Regions from separate parts of the Mus musculus genome. Here region 1 is linked to region 2. A link is a contact called in public promoter capture Hi-C data. All regions are on one chromosome and are shown on one strand. Each heading gives the region's core, a stretch centred on a gene start, on an enhancer-like site or on the middle of the called end of the contact. The rest is flanking DNA. Distances are from core to core; before and after follow the strand shown. Region 1 has its middle 62 kb from the start of Gm33525. Region 2 has its middle 220 kb from the start of Gm23276.

The links. Promoter capture Hi-C pulls out the DNA fragments that hold promoters and counts their contacts.
Region 1: a contact with region 2 is called in a promoter capture Hi-C map of the HPC-7 cell line. The contact joins two enhancer-like sites. A contact is called at or near these places in 2 of 39 promoter capture datasets (the HPC-7 cell line and embryonic stem cells) and 3 of 484 Hi-C or Micro-C datasets (LSK cells, embryonic fibroblasts and pre-megakaryocyte-erythroid progenitors).

The regions. Positions count from the first base shown.
Region 1 is chr14:96,988,907-96,993,745 of GRCm38.p6, forward strand. No RefSeq gene overlaps it. Among named protein-coding and RNA genes, the nearest start is that of Gm33525, 62 kb to the right of the region's middle. Within about 2 kb of position 1,820, at least 18 of the 459 cell types and tissues checked have an H3K27ac peak or open chromatin away from gene starts, as enhancers often do. A contact at or near this core is called in the HPC-7 cell line, where this site is marked.
Region 2 is chr14:97,557,483-97,562,788 of GRCm38.p6, forward strand. No RefSeq gene overlaps it. Among named protein-coding and RNA genes, the nearest start is that of Gm23276, 220 kb to the left of the region's middle. Within about 2 kb of position 2,304, at least 22 of the 459 cell types and tissues checked have an H3K27ac peak or open chromatin away from gene starts, as enhancers often do. A contact at or near this core is called in the HPC-7 cell line, where this site is marked.

The sequences.
Region 1 (4,839 bases), core at 570-3,069, 570 kb before region 2:
TGCTTAGACTAACCAATACCAAATGCACAATATATTACTTGAAATGTATTGAGTAGGAAATCCAGTAGTAAAATTTGCATAAACTATGCAGAAACAGTTCTCTTCAGGTAAATGATTGTTATAACTTCCGCCATCACCATATACATTCAAAGACAAGAACCATATTACTCAACCGATTTAAACAGTAGAAAGGAATTTTATGACTTCTCATAGGCATACATTATTTCATTGTAACTGTCAATAATGCGGATATTTATAGGTCAATGAATTATAAAATGTCCCAGTATCTATAAACTAATGCCTTAAGTCAGAAAGGCAGAAAGTGATATGCAAACAGGATAGCCATAGATGTGCACATGAGATAAATTGTAGCTTGGAGATCCAGAACATAGTGCATAGGTTTAATCGAGTCTTTTTTTTTCTAGAGAGAAATGAGGGCAGGCAGTGTGGTAAAAATGCCCATCTGTGTTTCAGAAATTTCAGAAATAGTTTTTTTCTTAAAGAAATCAATGTGAAAACCTTAAATTTTCTTTCAATGTACCACTCAAATAGAGTTTAAACATGTTGTTCCCGTTGTTAAATGACAATTCTCATGTCAGTGTGTGTGGTATGCTGCATGTACACAGGCAACATTATGTCAAACACCCTTAATTATGTTATTACCTTTTCCTGATGGTGTATAATGTCATATCCAAGAACTAATTTTGTGAACTGTTTAATATTGTAAGCTTGCAATTTTGTATTCTATTTTGTGTTAAATATATTTCCCTCTCACTGTGTATCCTGACATCACACTAAATTACACACTTTACTTTTAAGGATTATTAATGATTCTTCCTGCTAAATGATACCATGCTGACAAAACTATATTAATTTACATTTTACATGTGATATTTTAGAATCTAAAAATCAGAAGCAGACTTGTCATAGCATATATTATAAATATATTTTCTCATCTGATTACATATTATAAAAAATAAATATATCAAGTTTTTTTACACCAATAGAACCAGGTAATGCTATTCGATAACCAGGGAATATTTGTTTCAGAAATATTTAATATGATTTAATATTAAATGTCATTCATGTCCAAACATAAAGTTCTATAAGATATGAAAAACAAACCAAGTCTACAGTTAAAATTCCCAAGTTACAGAGAGAAAGGTAGATTTGTGAAAAAAAAAAAACTAACTTTCTACACAGCTAGTACAGGAAAAAAATCCTGTGTCCCAGTGAAACAGCACACCATCCCAGTCTTCTTCAATCTTATCACCTATATCAGGTCAAATGGCCTGTATGCTAAGTCTGTGTTCAATTTGCATTAACTAATACAAAACTGGAAGTTCATAAAATTAGCAAAGTCAGTTTAGATGTGCAATTCCAAACACTTCAAATTTGATTTTTCTTAGAAATTTGATTATGTATCATAAATTGTATCTAAATGATGAAAACATACTCTTGTGTGATATTAACTTGGAGATGATAGCTATTTGTTTATATTTTATATTGCTATCAAAACATTATATATATATATATATATACATATATCAAGTTATCAAACACTAATATCAAAAGAGTAAAAGTATCTATTTCTGGTTTCAATTTTACTTCCTCTGAATGTCTGTTATAATTTACTAGAAGTACAAACCACTTTCCCATTTTAAAACTATATGAACTTTTTTGTTCTCCTTTCAAATTCTGCATGTATCTAAGAAAAAATAGATATTGAAACAGAATTTTACTTTTGTGAGTGCTTGATAAGAATGTGGTTTTCAACAACCTTGTGAAACGCTCATACAGTTAGGAAGAACTTTGACAAAAGCCACATAGCACACGTTTCAGTCTTTCATTGCTGTATCATGCAAAGAACAAAACCCTGCTCCCGTGCTATCAGTTAATAAAACATTTCCTGAACTATTTAACTTCCGTACAAATTTAAACCATTTTTATGTTTTTATCATTTTTCTGTTAACAGTCAAATTCCAAAGGGAAACACTATTTACGTGTGTGTTTGCTTTTATTAAAAGCTGTTTGATTTTAAAAGGCGTTGCATGAGCAAAGGTGTTTGTTCAACTCTAGCCGATATATGTTATTACGGGCTTACTCTGAGTAAACTGCCATCTTGTTTGCTTAGAAAAAAATAAAATGGTAGAGTTAATTGAATGAAAACAGCATAGAAAGAATAACAACAGTCCCTTTCTTTATTTGAAATATGTCAACACAGAGATATGAATTTGAAAGTACAATATGTAAAATGTAGCAAAGATTAAAAAGTCTGGGAGATAACTTTTGTTTAAAATGTGGTCATTTACATGCAAGAAATCTATTTTTTTGGTTAAATATATATGATTCTTCAGAAGTTTATTGACTTAACATCCATGAAAGCAGTTAAATCACTGCATTATTGTTGATACTTTAATATATTTTGTTTTCATTGATTAACTATATTCATACATAACTTATATCATTGTCGTCACAAAACCCCTTATATTTCAGAAAATCTGTATTTCCCAACACTTTGTAGAGAAAGTATCTTAATGCTAATACCATTTAAAATTATTTCAAATCAACTTATCAATTATCGATAAAAATTTAAAACAAGCAGCAGAATTTCAAATTTGAGTAACAGTTGAAATCAGGTTAATTTTGATAAAAATAATTTGCAATATATGTATAGATGAAGTTTGAAGATACTCGTTGTCAACATTCTCACAGTATCTCAATTTGTACAGTACCCTACACAAATTCTTTTCCATCACACTTTTGAAGGCAACTTTCATCACTAAAATCATTTATTACAATGTAGAGCAAAACTGTTTTTAAAACAAACATTTGAAGAAATGATAATTAATATTAGAAAATCAATATTGAACTTTAATTACCTTCTTTAAGTTTTCTTAATGCTAAAGTCAACCAAGTAAAGTGTGCTATACTGGCATCATGGGAACGAGAGCTTATTTATGGACATCTATTTAGTTTTGTAACCTATGTGAATAAATATTGTTCCCATTTTTTTTCTTATCGTTCTTTTTAGTGACTCTTAAAATAATGGATCTTATTTAGGCTAGTGTTTGAGTCTGTGAGTGCAGAGTAGAGTTCAAATACTCTTCTCCTCTGTTTCCTCGCCTTGAACTGATTTAGATTTCTTTGACAATTTTATTTGGACTTTGCTAATTAGATAAACTTTTAAAAGTTTCCTCAAGAGATAAAATTAAAAATACATGAGTAAAATTTTCCAAACGACAATGTTTGTGTTATTTCTTCTCATTAGTTTCCTTAAGATCAAGGCAAGCTATAAGCAATCCATGAAACTTGAAGCATTTAAATTTACTTACCCCACTGCAGAGTTAGGACCTTAGGGTTATTGGTCTAATGTTCCATAAATCTGAATGTTTCGTGGGTTGTCTTAGCAACAAGTGCATCACTCTTCTGGAGAATTCTCTAGTCCGTGTCATAAGAGCTGTGCTTTATCCCAATATGCATTTCTACTGAAAAACAAATAACCCATTTTATGGAAGGCTAATGACAGGTCTTTCCTTAATGTTTATGATAATGAGGAGGAATTCTTAGTGTGTTTTTAATACATTCTTTTCAATAGAAGTAAGGTTCCTGATCAACTTTCTTATGATAACTTTAGAATTTCATAACAACATGCGATTGAAAACAAAATCAAATCATCAAAAATGCATTTGTGCACTACTTTCTGTATACAAATCTCCCCCTGAAAACTTTCTAATATTACTTTAAGTAAATATATTTTAAAAACATTCTTGTGAGAAATTTTGTTAAATTATGTTAACCGAGGAGAGTGGCACATGTTACTACTATTTCTCATCTCCTAAAGGCATTTGTAGAATCTCATTCTGAGGAAAAGTTGTTCTGGTCACTGCTATCCCAGATGAAAATGTCCCCAGGCCTTTGAACTGTTTGTAAACCACTGCAGAGAGGAAAATATTATTAGGGGACACAAAATGGCTAGGTGGTTGTCCAGAAAGAGAGTGTTCAATATTCACTTAAATGTGAAAATCTGAGCAGCAATCAGCTCAGTACATTTATTGGGTAATTATTATTTTCTTTACTTCCCAGATGAGATAACTAAGATGCTATGAGAGGAAGGAACCTTTCCAAAGTTGGTGGGGAAATAGCTTGGGACGAATATGAATATACAGTGGTGAGAAAGAACAAACTCTGTGGTCCAGAGCAACATACTTGCAAGGTGAACTTTAATTATAAAAATTATTTAAATCAGTGAACTTTAGTTACTGATTAAATAATAACCTTTGGGGTTGGGGATTTAGCTCAGTGGTAGAACGCTTGCCTAGCAAGCACAAGGCCCTGGGTTCGGTCCTCAGCTCTGGGGGAAAAAAAAGTTAATAATAACCTTTTATTTTTGTAATCTCATGCTATAAACAACCTATAGAAGTGAATTTTACATTTTATTAAGAGAAATCTGAGGAATAGGGAAATTTAGAACTAGTTTCAAGTCTGTTTATCATAAGGATTTGAAGCAGACCTTGTCAAATATTTTGTAATTTTATAAGTATGTTCTATTGTCATAAAATTGAATAATGAGTAGGGTGTTGATTAACTATAGGCAGAGGCATGTATCTGAGGTAATCTATACACACATAGTTCTTGAGCAACAATGGCTACATCATTATATATCATCTGGATTTTGAGGTAGCTGAAGGTAAAATATAAATAATAATATCTGGTAAACTGCATTTTTCTGTATATATTTTAAAGACTAATCTCTTTTGTGAATTCTGTTACATAAGTATATGGATGAAGTATATGGTGTGGAATATAGGCATAGAGTATATGGCATAGAGTATATGA
Region 2 (5,306 bases), core at 1,054-3,553:
GTTTTGGGCCAAGAGGGAAAAAAGAAAGAAAAATAAAAGATACTGTCTCTAGAGTCTATAATATGAGGTCTGAAGATGAAAGCTTTGTTTAAAAAAATCACCATGACCCTTCACCCAGAGGCTGGGGATGGGGCGGGGGTGTTAAAACAGGTCTGGCAACAAGAACTTTCTGTTCATTTAAAGTAAGATGGGAATGATACAGGAGAAACTGTCAATGGGTCTCTCTCTGATAGGATAACAGCCATTGTCCCTGCAGTGCACGACAAAGCCCTTTGGAACCTAAGGTCTCCCAGGCTTATTTATACCACACTGGCTACTTGCTGTCAAATCCCCTGAGCACACTCTTGGACTAGAACTTTTTACAATCTGCTCTTTCTTGGAAAGCACTTACATCACAATATCCACCCCTGTAAACAGCTAGTTTCTTAGTGAATTTTTCTAAGCATCCTTCTTCTAACCACCCACCTTCTGCTCTGAGTCCTCACCAATTTGCTACTCTAGCTAGCGGTCTCACATTTCATTCCAATGCATTTTTTTAAAAAGATTTATGTATTTATTTTATGTGAGTACACTGTTGCTTTCCTCAGACCCACCAGAAGAGGGCATCAGATCCCATTACAGATGGTTTTGAGTCACCACATCCTTGGGAATTGAACTCAGGACCTCTAGAAGTGCTCTTAACTGCTGAGCCATCTCTCCAGCCCCCAGTGCATATTTTTTGACCTCTTAACTTATTTTTAACATGGTTTGTTTGTTTTTTAAGATTGCAGGGTACAAGAAGATAGGAATTTTTGTTGAGTGTATTTTCTGGTGATTAGAGAGGTGTCAAACACACACAAGAGTTCTCTTTCAATGTCTCACAAGCTACTGCTGCAAAAGCATTTCTTATAATTCCTATGTTGCTTAGAAAAGAATGCATGCTTCTCCTAGCCACATGATCTCTCATGGCACATGACACAGATTATTTTAATCATTTTTAAATATAGATCATACAACATCTGGAAGTGAAGGACTAGTGCCAAACCGCCAGGCTTCTATAACAGAAATGTGTAGTTGGAGCTTATATCTACTTACTTGCTACAGTAGTAAGTACAGAAGTACATTTATCATATTTACTAGAAGTATTTTTTTTCACTGCATTAATTTATAACTGGCTACGGAGAAGAAAATCAGATGGAAACTTCAGGATAATTCATAGAGTCAGCAGATTTTTGAATACCAACTAGATTCCTAACACTGTTTTGCATAAAAAGTGGAGTAGCAAATCATAGTGTGTGTGTGTGTGTGTGTGTGTGTGTGTGTGTGTGTGTGTGTGTGTGTGTTTGCGTGGTGTTTGTGTAGTGTGTGCTTGTGTGTGTCTGTGTGCCTGTGTGCCTCCGGAGGTCAGAAGTCAGAGTCAGGCATGAGGCTAGAGGTCCGAGTTAGCTACCCTCTACTGTTCACTTGGTTTACCTTAGCTTTGAAAATCTTTTTCTGCCTAAGTACATTTATAAGAAATTAAACAACACTCAAGGAACTGGCAACGAATCAACAATGTTAAGATTAGAGATCATATTCATATTTTAGTGTAAGCCCAAATCAATGGGATGAAAGAACAGGCAGTGTATTTTTAAGACATCCAAAATATTCATGATGATTAGTTATTTGCTAAATTATTATTTTAGTATGAATTAAATTGTTCCTTGACAGTTTCATACATGCATATTATACCTGCTGATCGCTATCTTCAGTTTTCCAGAAAAGTTGTCACTTACAATGATTTGTCTGGCTCGAAAGAAGCTCGCTCAGGATCCTCCTCACAATATAAAGGATGCTGGACATCTCAACTCATATCCCCATGCTTGCAGCCAGTTAACCATGTTAGCCCTGAAAATCCTAGTCCTAAATTCCTGCTATGAGGCACTTTCTAGTTGGTTCCATGTTCTCCTTTGTTCTTGGTTTGGTAAGAGAGCTTTCTTCCTCTTTTTTCCCCTCTTTCCTTTTTATTTTTTTCTCTTTCTTTCTTTCTTTCTTTCTTTCTTTCTTTCTTTCTTTCTTTCTTTCTTTCTTTCTTTCTTTCTTTCTTTTTTTTTTTCCTACTTACTTTTCAAGGACAGGTTCTGAGGTTATGCCTTCAGACAATCATCTAAGAGACAATGAACAGCAAAAGCCTCATGGGGTCTGAATACTAAGCAATGCAATGTTTAGTAAACGTTAAACAATGTTATGAGCTCAGGATTTCCTTTCAAGCCTGCAATTCACATCAGTAATGATCTCAGAAGAGGGACTGAGCTTTGAAACAAAGGAAAGTAGGGACACCTGCTGGAGTGACAGGGTGAGGAAACAGGAAGGGGCCCTGACAAAGGCTGTGGCATTTCTTCTAAGGTCACAGAGTAAACAGTCAGAAATTTTCAGACAAGAGGCTGGAACTGTTACCAAATGCTGAAGTAATTATTGGTTGCCCCTTTACTATCAAACATAAAAAGAATAATAAAGTGCAATTTAGCATTTGAAGTATTTAATTAAGTGTTAATTGAAATATAATATTTTTAGCTATCAATAATTACCGAATTTATGGAGAAATCCAATATCTTTTAAAGCATATTTTTGAATCAAAAATATATTGAAAAGGAATCTACTTTTTAAATAAATTAAATCTTACTGAAAAATTAGCAGACATAGTGGGGCTTCAAGAATGCCTATTATTTGATAAGCTTGTTTTATTTATTTTCCAGAGGATTTAGCAATTAGACAAATCTATAAGGAATGAGGGTGAGATCTCTGAGATCATGGTGGACGTGTTTTTCTCAGTTTGCCCATGCTGTGCTAAAAAGCTGTTGTCTAAGGCAAGGCAGCCAAAGAAAATACATTTCAAGGGAGGGGGAGTCCTGTGAATTTATGAGAAGTACATCACAAAGACAAATATTTCAGCCATGCAATTCTGTTCGGCCTTTTCTGCTATGTGTCCATAGCAAGTCAACGGCTAAATTGAAAAATCAATTCCAATTTAAATTATTGGAATAAAGAACACCAGGAGTCAGAGATAAAATGGCTTTGTTCTCTGAGATCCTTTTTAATTGGAAAGTTATTTCTTCAGGGTATTCTAATGGTTCTGAGGGAAGATTGCAAAATAAAGTTGATCGGCTGGGGGAAGGTTAATAGCTAATGTGCTTTCCTTGCTGCACAGCAGCCTCCTGTCTTTATGACGTCCCCCATCATATCTGGAAGCACTGAAGATTCTAAATCATCTGATACATGCAAGGACTGTATTTTCCCTTCGTCTTTGGGAAATCATCCTGAGGCTGGAACCCTGGCAGAGGCTGCTTCCTCTCGCAGCTTTTCCAGCTGGTCTCACTTTGCTTACAAATATCATATGGGATGCTTTTCTGCTCTCTCTCTCTCTGTCTCTCTCTCTCTGTGACTCTCTCTGTCTCTCTCTCTCTCTGTCTCTCTCTCTCTCTGTCTCTCTGTGATGCTATTAATAACTCTATCTTTTAATGATGAAGAAGGAAAGGAATATCTTTGCTGGTTTGACACAAACAGAAAGACAAAAACTCCTAAGAGTTATAGACTCAGTTAAACAGAGAATGAAGATAACACAGAAGAAGAACATGACATATAGAGAAAAATGTTAATGAATATTGTTATCAAAAGGTTACTACCAGCTATTCTGAGAAAGCATGAGTCATATTTAGAAATCTCGCACCCAAAGTTTAAGAAAATAAACTTTAATTAAACACACAATAACCTTTGCTCTGCCCGTAGAAAATTGTTTGGGGCAGCTGTAGATTAAAAACCTGAAATGAGCATTTAATTTGAAATTAATAAAACAGTGATGGTCTGTGTTAGGAAAAGTTACTGAGGTTTGCTTAGTATATTTAATTACTGCAAAAGAGATAAATCTCAGTGCCATGTAATGAACTCAGAAGTGCAGATATAGTAAATATGTACTTACGTTCTTGTTATTAATGCATTAAATTTGTAAGAATATTTAGGAATTTAATTAGCATTTAATAAGATAGCTATAGCGAATTACAGTAGTTAGACATAAAATGTAAATTAATATTTTTAGTATTTAATTGATATTAACTAATTAATTACTGTTTATTACATGGCAGCTAGATTTATCTTTTATAGAGTTATTAAATCTCAATTAAATTGTTCTTTTAAGAGGGCACATTCAATTAAAAATAATATTCCATAAAAATTTTGCCACCCTCTTTTCCATCGGACTTATAGTATGGAAGTATATCAGGTCAACTAATCAAGGTGGTTTTAAAGGGAACTCAAGTAACATAGATAGGCCTGAGAGGCTCAAGTGATTCCAGCTGTGCTCCAAAAGAAGAGCTTGCTTACAGGTGGCACGCTGTGTGTTATATTCTATTAAAGTTACAAACCATGTAAGACTTTGAAAGACTCCTTACTTAAACTATCACTACAGAGTTACTGCAACGATGTTAAGAGGGTAAGCAAGGAAAATCAAAGTAAAAATGCTGGGCATTTTCAGTTTCCTCCTAATAAGTCAAAATATGGCTTATTGTTCTCTTTTTCAACAGGGTGTTGGTGGTGTTGGTGGTATATTCCTGTAATCCCAGTCCTTGCCAGGCAGAGGCAGATTGCTAATTTCAAGGCTAGCCTTGTGCTAGTTCAGGGAATTCTAGGGCTACACGAAGAAGCCCTGTCTTGAATACCCATGCTTCTCATCAATGTTGGAAATGAAATAGACGCTCTACACATATCAGAAGGGAATTACAGCTTTCCTATAACTAATGATGGCATAGTTTTCAGACATTATATTTCAGTGTGAAAGTGATATGTATTCATTAGAAACTGTAGCTTTATTTTTAATTTCGAGATTGTGATATACTTGCAATATTTCTTCCTTCCCTTTCCTTTCTCCCAACTCTGACACACACCCCTGCCCACTCTCCTCTAAATTTGTAGCTTCTTTTTTCTCCACTAATGGTTATTGAGTATGTGTGTGTGTGTGTACATATATAGTCCAAAACATAGTCTGTTCATTTTCTATGAAGTTCAGTACTGTATATTTATCCAGGCCAGTCACGTGATCTGATACGTTCCCAGAATGCTAGGCAGGAATAGTGAGCTGCAGCCCTCAGAAGGAACTAAAAATAATTTGTGAGATACAGTTGTACCTTGTGATATTTTCAATTTGTTTTGTGTTTTGTACATAGATTGAGAGTCGATGAAGATCTATATTAAATCTTCCATATCTGGCATTTGCTAAATGGGAAAGTTACTTAGGAAGGTACTGTGAAATGGAACCTGGATTCTGCATATAGGCCAAATTAGGTTTTCCTAATTTA